2 separate regions of the Mus musculus genome follow, and region 1 is linked to region 2. The links are chromatin contacts, called in public promoter capture Hi-C maps. All regions are on one chromosome and are shown on one strand. The core of a region is the stretch at or near the end of the contact, and the rest is flanking DNA. Distances in the headings are between cores, read along the strand shown.

Region 1 (4,586 bases), core at 1,718-4,217, 41 kb after region 2:
TACCACTTTCCGAACCTTTGGTAGTATCTTCTAAGATGTATACACTCATACTCTCTGACATGGCATGCTCATCATGCAGAGGAATGGTTAGAGCAGGAATGTGGATACATTCCCAGGTTGTAGAGAATGCTGGAAGCCCTGAGTGGGTGAAGTCCCAAGTAAATGTGTTATTGATATAGGACCCCTCAGGCTCAGAGGGATTATGAAACCTTCCTTGGGGGTGCTGAGTGTCAGAGTTGACAGTCAACATAGAAAGTGTCCACCAGAGCGGTCTCCATCCAGATGTTTATGGCCTAAAGATGACTATCCCTACAGAGGCTGCTCCTACCCAGATTAGCTAAGCCTGCCTCCTTGTGTCAGATGCGTACCAAGAACTCTGCATACCTGTTCGTCTGCATGCAACAGTTCTGCCTCTTTGCTCAACTCTATATAATACACAAGCCAAGCTTCTGGGGTGCTGCGTTGTCTCCTTCTGAGAGCCCAGTCCACCGCGTGGCTGGCTGGCTGTGTGTGTTGGGCTGGCTATCTTTTTTTTTTTTTTCTCCTCATTTCCTCATGTCCCAGACAGGTCGAGTCCCTGGCTTATTGGCTTGCTCCCTCTGCCTCGAGCTCATCCTGCTTTTGTAAACCAGCCAGGACCACCTGCCTAGGGGTGGCCCTGCCCACAGTGTGTGGCATCAATGTGTGCCCACAGTCACAGGTCAGGCTGATTTGAGCCTGACCTGTGACCTCAGTGGAGGTTTTCTCTCCTCAGGAGACTCCAAATTGTGTCCAGTGGGCAATAAAAACTAACCAGCACAATGTCTTTTATTTTATTTTAGAAAATATAATTCCATGAATCCAGTTAGTGCTGGTTCCATAGGCAGGGGTATGGGGCCATCCACTGGACCATGGTGAGCCTGTCAGATTCTACCAGAAACTCTCAGAAGTGATAGATGCTTTCAGCAAAGTGTCAGGATACAAAGTTAACATTATAATCAGTCATGATGCTGAATAACAATGGCAAACACACTCAGAAGCAAGGTGGGTGGGATTCCATTCACAGAAGTCTTTGCAAAAGGTACCTTGGAATGTGAAAGAGCCAAAAACTTAAAAAACAAAACAAAACAAAACCTCTGTAAGGAAAACATTAAATCACCAAAGTAAGAGATTGAGGAAGACACTTAGAAAACATGGAAGGATGTTGGATTTTTGCCAAAAGCATTTTCTACAATTGAGATGAACATGTGACCTTTGCCCTTTAATCCCTTTATACAATTTGTAACATTTATTGATCTACTTAGAGTGAGCCATCTTTGTGTCTTGATTGTGGTGAATGGTCTTTTTGATGTATTCTTGAATTCTGTTTGCAAGTATTTTCTTGAGGACTTTTGGACCTATGTTCACTGGGGAGACTGCTCTGCAATTCTCTTATCTTGTTACTTCTTTACCTGGTTTTGGAATCAAGGTAATACCAGCTTCATAAAAAGGGGTTAATGAAGTTCTTTACTTTTTTGTTTGATGGACTACTGGGATGAGGCCTGAAGCCAGTTCTTTTTTTTTTCTTTTCTTTCCTCTTTCTTTCTTTCTTTTAATTTTTATTTATTTATTTTTTTGGTTTTTCAAGACAGGTTTTCTTTTCAAGACAGCTCTGGCTGTCCTGGAACTCACTCTGTAGACCAGGCTGGCCTCGAACTCAGAAATCCACCTGCCTCTGCCTCCCAAGTGCTGGGATTAAAGGCGTGCGCCACCACGCCCGGTTAGAAGGGAAAATCCACCAGGGCTCCAGTCCTCCTGGACGTTAGTTGGGAAATTTGATTAAATTACTGCTTGTTATAGGTCACGTGCTACTATGGCCAGCTCCCAGGTAGCTGTAACTGCTGGAGCTGAAGGGAAGGGACAAGTTTCTGATGTTAGAAGCTCAAGCCAGCAGCCTTTCCTGGGGTGAGAAAGGGCAGAGACTGAAAACCTCAAAAACAGAACAGAACAGAAAACAAACAAGAGTAAAAAAAAAAAAAGATTCCTGTTTTGAAAAACAAAACAAAACAAAACATATTTTTCATCCCCTCTATAGGTCACCTTCAGGCTTTCTTTTCTTTTCAGCTAAAATGAATCCTGTCTTTATTTTACTTCACCCTGGACCAAACAATGAGTCTAAAAGGGTTTTGTATTCATCTCTTTGTCATTCGCCTCTGTCAAAGAATGAGAGTAGCGTTTTCAGTCAACACTCCTGAGTTCCTGATGCTGCAGCCAGCTTCAGAAGACCACTCACTCTCAGATGTCAGTGTGGGAAGGGCTTGCCAGCAGGTCTGTTCCCCGACTGCTGCCACTGCAGGCCTTCTCTGGAAAGGAGAAGGGTGGCCCACCATACATGAGAAACTAGCTCAGTGGTTTTCAGCCTTCCTAATGCTGCAATCCTTTAATGCAGTTCCTCACATTGTGGTGATTCACAACCATCAAACTATTTTTGTTACTACTTCCTAACTGTAACTTTGCTACTGTTGTGAATCAGAACGAAAACATTTTTGAGTACAGGTTTGTCAAAGGGTTACGATCCATGGGCCGAAAACCACTGCTCTTAGTGGTCTAGTGCACACGGTTCTCATTAAGGCCAGGCAGGTCTTAAGCCTTGAATTCTGAGCCTTCCAACTTACTTTAAAGTGGGAAAGATCTTATTTCTTTCAGTGTCTTTCAGATTCTTACAGGCAAGGGCCACTTTGTGCTGCCTGCCTGCACAGGTTGATTTTAACCCGTGCAACAATGAGAGACTGGATTCCTTGACCACAACAGTCAAGATCTGCACAGGCTTTCTAACCTCCTACTAGCTTTTGGGAACTTTTAAAGGGCGCTCCAAGGACCCAACATTAAAAAGAAGTGGTGAGTTTCACTACTCCACGTGGGCCTCTGCTGTTGCTGAGTGACCTGGCTCCCTGAGAAGGAAGTGTGCTCAGGGACGGCCACGCCCCCTCGTGTTGCCCCATCCCTCGCGTTGCCTAGGAAACCACAGCGTCCTGCTGCAGTTGCTGGCTTCAGGGTGAATCTGAACTTCAGATGCGGGAGCCTCCAGGCTTGGGTAAGGACCTCAAAATTGCTGGGCTTGGGGGACAGCGGGCTGATTGAGCAGATAGGAAGATGGGCGTGTCGCAAACAGTAGGCATAGGCCAGAATCAAACTGCTCCTTCCCTTTGCAACACTCCCCTATTTCTCCCGGAGGATGTGACTAGGGTTCCAGTCCCATCTGACATCTGAGGCAGATTGACGGTCCCTAGAAGAGCTCTAGTGGAGCGCAGACAATAATCCTGCCCTTTCCAGAAAGTGCCTGTGGGATTTACACCCTGGGCGCTGGCGAAGACCCACTCTCTGTCTCTCCCCCTCCTGCTCCCCCGCCCCCCCCCCACCTAATTTTGTTTGAAATCTAAGTTTCCCCTTAAACAAGGTGTCCTGTGGGATCTAGTGCTGTCTTTAGGCTGGAGGTCCTAGCAAGAGGGTCCCAGCCTCTGAGTAAAAACTAAGACCAAGTCCCAAGTGTATTTCCAGAACGAAGAGGAATTGGGCCAGCAGTCAAGATGTCGCCAGTGGGAAAGGTGTCCCAAGTACAGAATGGCAAAGTCTACCAGCAGATCTTCCAGGCCCAGGTAGGTGTCCTGCTGGCCTTTGCTCCCTTTCCCTCCCCTGGTCTCCCCACAAACTTTCCTGGTCCTTTCTAATTTTTCTTTGTTCTGAGAGTTTCCCTGTCTAAGATCCATTTTATTTTTTTTTTTTATTGAGAATAGATTTTTTCATACAGTAATATTCTGATTTCAATCCCCACCCCATCTTCTCCCAGATTTCCCCCCAATAAGCCGATTTTTAAAAAACAGTTCTCTTTGACAATTACTTTGATTTTTTTTTTTAAATTGCTATTGGGTGTATTATAGAAGAACATTGGGGCATTTGGTCTCAAAATTAAAAACTTAATTTTGGTTAAAAATATTTTTAATCGAAATTATTCAGAATTAGTCTGAATTAACCATCTGTGCCTGATTCTTTTTTTTTTTTTAAGATTTATTTATTATATTTATATGAGTACACTGTAGCTGTTTTCAGACACACCAGAAGAGGGCATCAGATTTTATTACAGATGGTTGAGAGCCACCATGTGGTTGCTGGGAATTGAACTCATGACCTCTGGAAGAGCAGTCGGTGCTCTTAACCGCTGATCTGTGTCTGATTCTTTTGGAGAGCATAAAAGCAGTTCTTATTTTTCTGCTTAAAAGGTGAGTCTTGGCCAGGCATGGTAGCTCATGCCTTCAGTTCCAGCACTTGGGAGGCAGGGGCAGGTGTATCTCTGTGTGTCTATGTAGCAAGCCAGATAGACTCTGTTTCAAAAAACCGATGGTAGTGGTGGTGGTGATGGTGGTGGTGGTGGTGGTGATGGTGATGGTGGTGGTATTAGTGGTGGTGGTGGTGGTGGAGGTGATGGTGGAGGTGGTGATGGTGGTGGTGGTGGTGGAGGTGGTGGTGGTGGAGGTGATGGTGGTGGTATTAGTGGTGGTGGTGGTGGTGGAGGTGGTGGTGGTGGAGGTGATGGTGGTGGTAGTGGTGATGGTGGTGGTGGTGGTGATGAT
Region 2 (4,895 bases), core at 2,059-4,558:
GAAATGGAAGCCAACTATAAATTCTTTCTTTCTTTCTTCTAAGATTTATTTATTTATTTTATATATGTGAGTATACTGTCGATGTTGTTGTCTTTAGACACACCAGGAAAGGGCATCAGATTCCATTACGGATGGTTGTGAGACACCATGTGGTTGCTGGGAATTGAACTCAGGACCTCTGGAAAAGCAATCGGTGCTTCTAACCGCTGAGTCATCTCTCCAGCCCTATAAATTCTTTCCCAAAGAGAGAAAAGCATTTCTCAGTTAAGGATCACACCCAACCCCAGAAAGCATTTAGTGTCACACAGGGATAAAACCATACTAGGTGTCCCAGACGGCAGAGTTCTTTGTTCCTTTACTTAATAATTAAGTCATATTTCTATAGAAGGAGTGGAGGTAGTCCAGTGACAAATTCCTGACCCTCAGAAAGCAAGTGCAGCCATTGTGACACACTGTTCAGTTTCTTTCTGTGGCTTCACCCACAGAAACACAGGGACCAAAGACAGTGACGTCTCTACTAGGTTCTAGTACATTCCACCATTGCTGTCCTTGCTCTGCCCATGTGCAGCCCCCCTCCACAGAGGTCTCGGGTTGAGGGTCATAGGGCTCTTCTCTATACAGGGCTCTGGCTTCTTGTTACTTGTTTTGTTTTATAAATCAGTGACCTTACAAACTCAGAGAGACCTTTCGTGTATTCCAAAGCTGGAAGAAGAGTCAGTGTACGTTGACTAGATGAAATAATATTCACAAAGGCACCCATAGGCTGGCATCCTGGAGAGACATCAGCTGTGGGAGAGACATCAGCTGTGGGAGAGACATCAGCTGTGGGAGAGACATCAGCTGTGGGAGAGACATCAGCTGTGGGAGTACCTTAGACACTTATCAACTTCTAGGTTTAGATTCAACATGGAATCTTCAGGGAAGGCAAGAAAATCTAAGGGGGCATGGACAGAGGGGCCACAGGGGGCACATGGCAGCCCCTCAGATATGAAGGGGCTCACACATGAAACTCCCCTGAACTTACTCACCTGGGAACAAATGCTTGGGGTTTTCTGCATTAGGTGGTTAGGTGGCTGCCTTCCCATCATGCCCTGGGCCAGTGACAATTCAACAATGACCTTTTCTTATGGGTGTGAGGAGAATGGTCACAGTCATCTAAAAGTGGAACACATTCACTTGCAGTCTGGCCAGGAGCCAGGAGGACCTACAGTAAGCACCTCCAGAAGAGATAGCATCTAAATGCTTAGCAATGAGCTGGGCACCGGCACTAGAGAGCTGCCAATCCATTGAAGCAACCGCCGTTCCCAGGAGGAGCTTCCTGTGCCTCTCTGACTGCAGGGACCCAGGAGAGAGCTGAGTTGCACTGGGGCCTCCTGTATTCCTTTCTACCTTCCTTTTAAGTCCATCTTGACACCCAGCATTTGTGGAAACTCATCAGTATCCCAAACACTGTACTTATTCAGATCTGATCAGGGGTCTGAACCGCTGTGATCCATCAGGAGTGCCGGGACTCGATCGCCAGTATCTGTGGTGTGACTGGATGCTCAGCTGGCTGGGATTCACTGTCAGGCAACTCTACTAAACACCTGCAGTGTCCTTGCTCACTTTAGCCTCAAATGTCCATAACCCAGGTGCAGCGCACTCATCTTCAGATGGGATGCAGGAGACTGACGGCTTACCGAGTTACGAGGCTGCTGCTGCTTCTGCTTCTTCTGCTTCTTCTGCTTCTTCTGCTTCTTCTTCTTCTTCTTCTTCTTCTTCTTCTTCTTCTTCTTCTTCTTCTTCTTCTTCTTCTTCTTCTTCTCCTTCTCCTTCTCCTCCTCCTCCTCCTCCTCCTCCTCCTCCTCCTCCTCCTCCTCTTCCGCCCCTCCTTCCCCCTCCCTCGCCCTCTTCCTCTTCTCCATTTTATTTATATGAGTACACTGTAGCTGTTTCCAGACACACCAGAAGAGGGCACCAGATCCCTTTACAGATGGTTGTGAGTCACCATGTGGTGGCTGAGAATCGAACTCAGGACCTTTGGAAGAACAGTCAATGCTCTTCATCACTGAGCCAGCTCTCCAGCCCCCTAGGCTTCTTAATGGTGGAGCTGACTCTCAAGATTTCAAACCACAGCACCCATCAGGGTTCCACACATCCAGAAGACTCACCTGTGTGACAGGAGATGAATTTTGCTCAAGCCAAGATGGCATTGCAGGAGTGAGTGGGGCTGTTTCGGGCAGTGGTGGAAAGATCAAGTGGGTGATACCATTGTCTAGGATATCAATGTCCGCACCTGTTCCAAGCCTCCCTCCCACCATAGCTGATTAGACTCTCTGGGTAGGCTCTAAGCTCAGGTACCAAAGCATGGACTCCTAGCATTTAGGACATGACCATCTTTGGAGACAGGGCCATTAAGGAAGTCATTAGGCTAACTTGAAACCTTATTCTTAAAATAGGGGACTTGGGACTTCAGGTGCCAACAAAGTCCTCTGTCCTCTAGGAAGTATTAGAAAGGGTCAGGTGAGCTCTGTGACAAGTCAGCCCATGTGTCATTGACGGCTTACAAGTAAGTCAGCTTTAGTTTTTTGCCTGTGGGCTAGACTGTGAGGGGACAGCATGTAAGGGCCAATGCTCTAAGCATGGTGACTCAAGGTCTTGTGTTCCCCAGTTCTTGTGATTCCCCTCCCGTGGGAAAGAGGAAGTGGTGGGCTCTCTCAGTCCTTAAGCACACTGTGCAGAGGGGGCACCCAGCACTCCTGCACCTGTCCCACAGGAATCCTTGTTGGGCAGTTGCTCTCAGATGCCAGGGTGGCTGGAGTCTGGCCTTGATGAGGAAGAGTTACCAAGTAGTAGCCTTACTCTCCGCGCAGAGAATGTGAAGCTCATGGATGAGCCGCTAGCAGGCTCTGTCATGTATCTCTGTCACGATCTCAAACCTGTCTCCCCTCATTTCTCCAAACAAGAGGCTGGCTGCCAGTGTCCAAGGAGAACCTCTAAGCCAGCCGTCCTGGTTTACGGCTTGGAGACCTAGTTTATTACCTGTAATAATTTTTTATAGCTAGCCAAAGGCACACAGCTGCCAGGCAAAGCCGGCAGACAGCTGGGGGTGGGTGGTCCTGGGACCACAGCTGGGGCGGGGGTGAGGAGTGGGGGGTTGCTGTGTGAAAGGAATAGCAGCAAGGCCAAGGGGGAGGCAGCAGAAGAGAGGAGCCTCCGCTTGTGGATTGAGAATCAGAGGAGCCAAAAGTGTTGTGAAACCAGGAAGAGGGCTGCTGCCTGATTTCACTCCCAAGTAAATGTTTCACTGGGTATTTGCCTTTTCTCAGAGTCTGGGTCTACAGATCAAACTGGGGAGAATAGGAGCTCATGGGAAGCCGTCATAAACAAGCTTCCGAGGAACGGAGCAGCCCCAGGACCGCAGCATCCACAGTACCGCGCACAGTCGTCCTTCAGCAAGATGCTTGCTGCCAGCACAAGGTGAGCGGCAGAGACTGAGCAGAGATGGGTCACTCCTCACGGCTCTTTTGATGTTAGAGATTAACAGACTGGGAGAAAGACACGGACTGGCTAATCTGCAGGCAGGCGGACATGAAAAGGCAGAACTATGGTAGATTTCCTCCGTGTCAGTCAGAGCCACGGTGAGTGGGCAGAGCCCAGGTCAGAGGATCCTGACCGAATCCTGACTGCAGTCTTCTGACATGGTTTCTTCATCTGTTACTCTGGTGTAAAACTCCCCATCCTTCCTCGCCCTTTTTAATTGATATTTTATAATTGTCCGCATTTATGGAGTACACTTTGATGTCTTCATATGTGTAGGAAACACTGATCTGACCTCAAATATTTACCATTTCCTTGTGGCAAGACAGCCCTTCCCCTCCCCCGTCTGCTATGTAGCCAATTGTTAATTCTAGTCACCCTGCTGGGCCACAAAACAGCAGCACAGCAGTGGCCCCTTTTCCTCATAGCTGTAACTTTGTATGGTGGCCAGCCTCTCTCACCAGCCTCCTCCTTCTCCCTCCTCTCTTGTCCCAGCCTGCCCTTGTGTCAGCCTTTTCTGGTGGCCCTAGATGAGTGATGTCATGCATTGCTTATCTTCCTGCAATGCCCTCTGGGCTCATCTATGTTGACAGGATTTCCTTCTTTATTTGAGTTTATTTAAGTTATGGATGTAACTTATTCTCTTTGCCCTGAAGTTGGACCTGGTGGTAGACACCATGTTTCAGCTGTTGTGAATATTAAGCATGAATGCATCTACCGCTTTGAAAACACTACTTTCATTTCCTTGGTCGATGTCTCCACTAGTGGAAATGTTGAATTGAGAGGAAGTTGGATTTTTAGTTTTTTGAAGACTCTCCATGCCTTCTCCCATGATGGTCAGGCTGATTTACCCCCAGTGCGTGCAACTGTCCTCTTTTCTCCGCCCTCAGCAGCATCTGCCTTCTTGCTGAGAATAGCCTTTCTGACAGGAGAGGGTGAGCCCACAAACTTGAGAGCATCAAAGGAGAACTGGGATGGGAAGGATGGAGGATCAGGGAAGTTCTAGTCCTGCCCAGATGGTAGGAACTGAGACTCGCACTCTGACCTGAGAACTTGGGGAATCAAGAGCAGAAAACAGGCCCACTGCCTTCTGGAGTCCCAGGATCTGGTCAGAATGCTAAGAGATCCCAAAGTAGACAGGAGAGAAGGGAGCCATGGAGACAAAGAAGGCATGATGGGAGTTATCTAGAGGATAGGTAAATGGAGAGGGCTGAGCATCTCTGGAGGGTGTGGGAAGGGAATGGTGTGCTGTAGAGTCCAAGAGAGCCTGCCCCTCTCTCTCCAGTGGGCTCTGTGGCTGGGGGAGAGCAGGAGAGGCTGAGGTGACAGGGCCTGATGCCATCAGATGTGGGTTTCTAGAAAGGTGGCTCTGGTCC

The links. Capture Hi-C pulls out chosen DNA fragments and counts their contacts.
Region 1: a promoter capture Hi-C map of adipose tissue shows a contact between it and region 2. The contact joins the promoter of Ccdc180 here to the promoter of Stra6l in region 2. A contact is called at or near these places in 1 of 39 promoter capture datasets (liver), 1 of 484 Hi-C or Micro-C datasets (conventional dendritic cells), 1 of 115 datasets of contacts at active chromatin or transcription factors (embryonic stem cells) and 3 of 9 other capture datasets (adipose tissue, liver and pancreatic islet).

Annotation. Positions count from the first base shown.
Region 1 is chr4:45,887,336-45,891,921 of GRCm38.p6, forward strand. Ccdc180 (coiled-coil domain containing 180) reads left to right here and starts at 2,968. Exons shown (of 38, transcript NM_198660.2): 1 at 2,968-3,052; 2 at 3,517-3,614. The coding sequence starts at 3,031.
Region 2 is chr4:45,845,639-45,850,533 of GRCm38.p6, forward strand. Stra6l (STRA6-like) reads left to right here and starts at 3,309. Exons shown (of 18, transcript NM_028788.4): 1 at 3,309-3,459. The coding sequence starts at 3,440.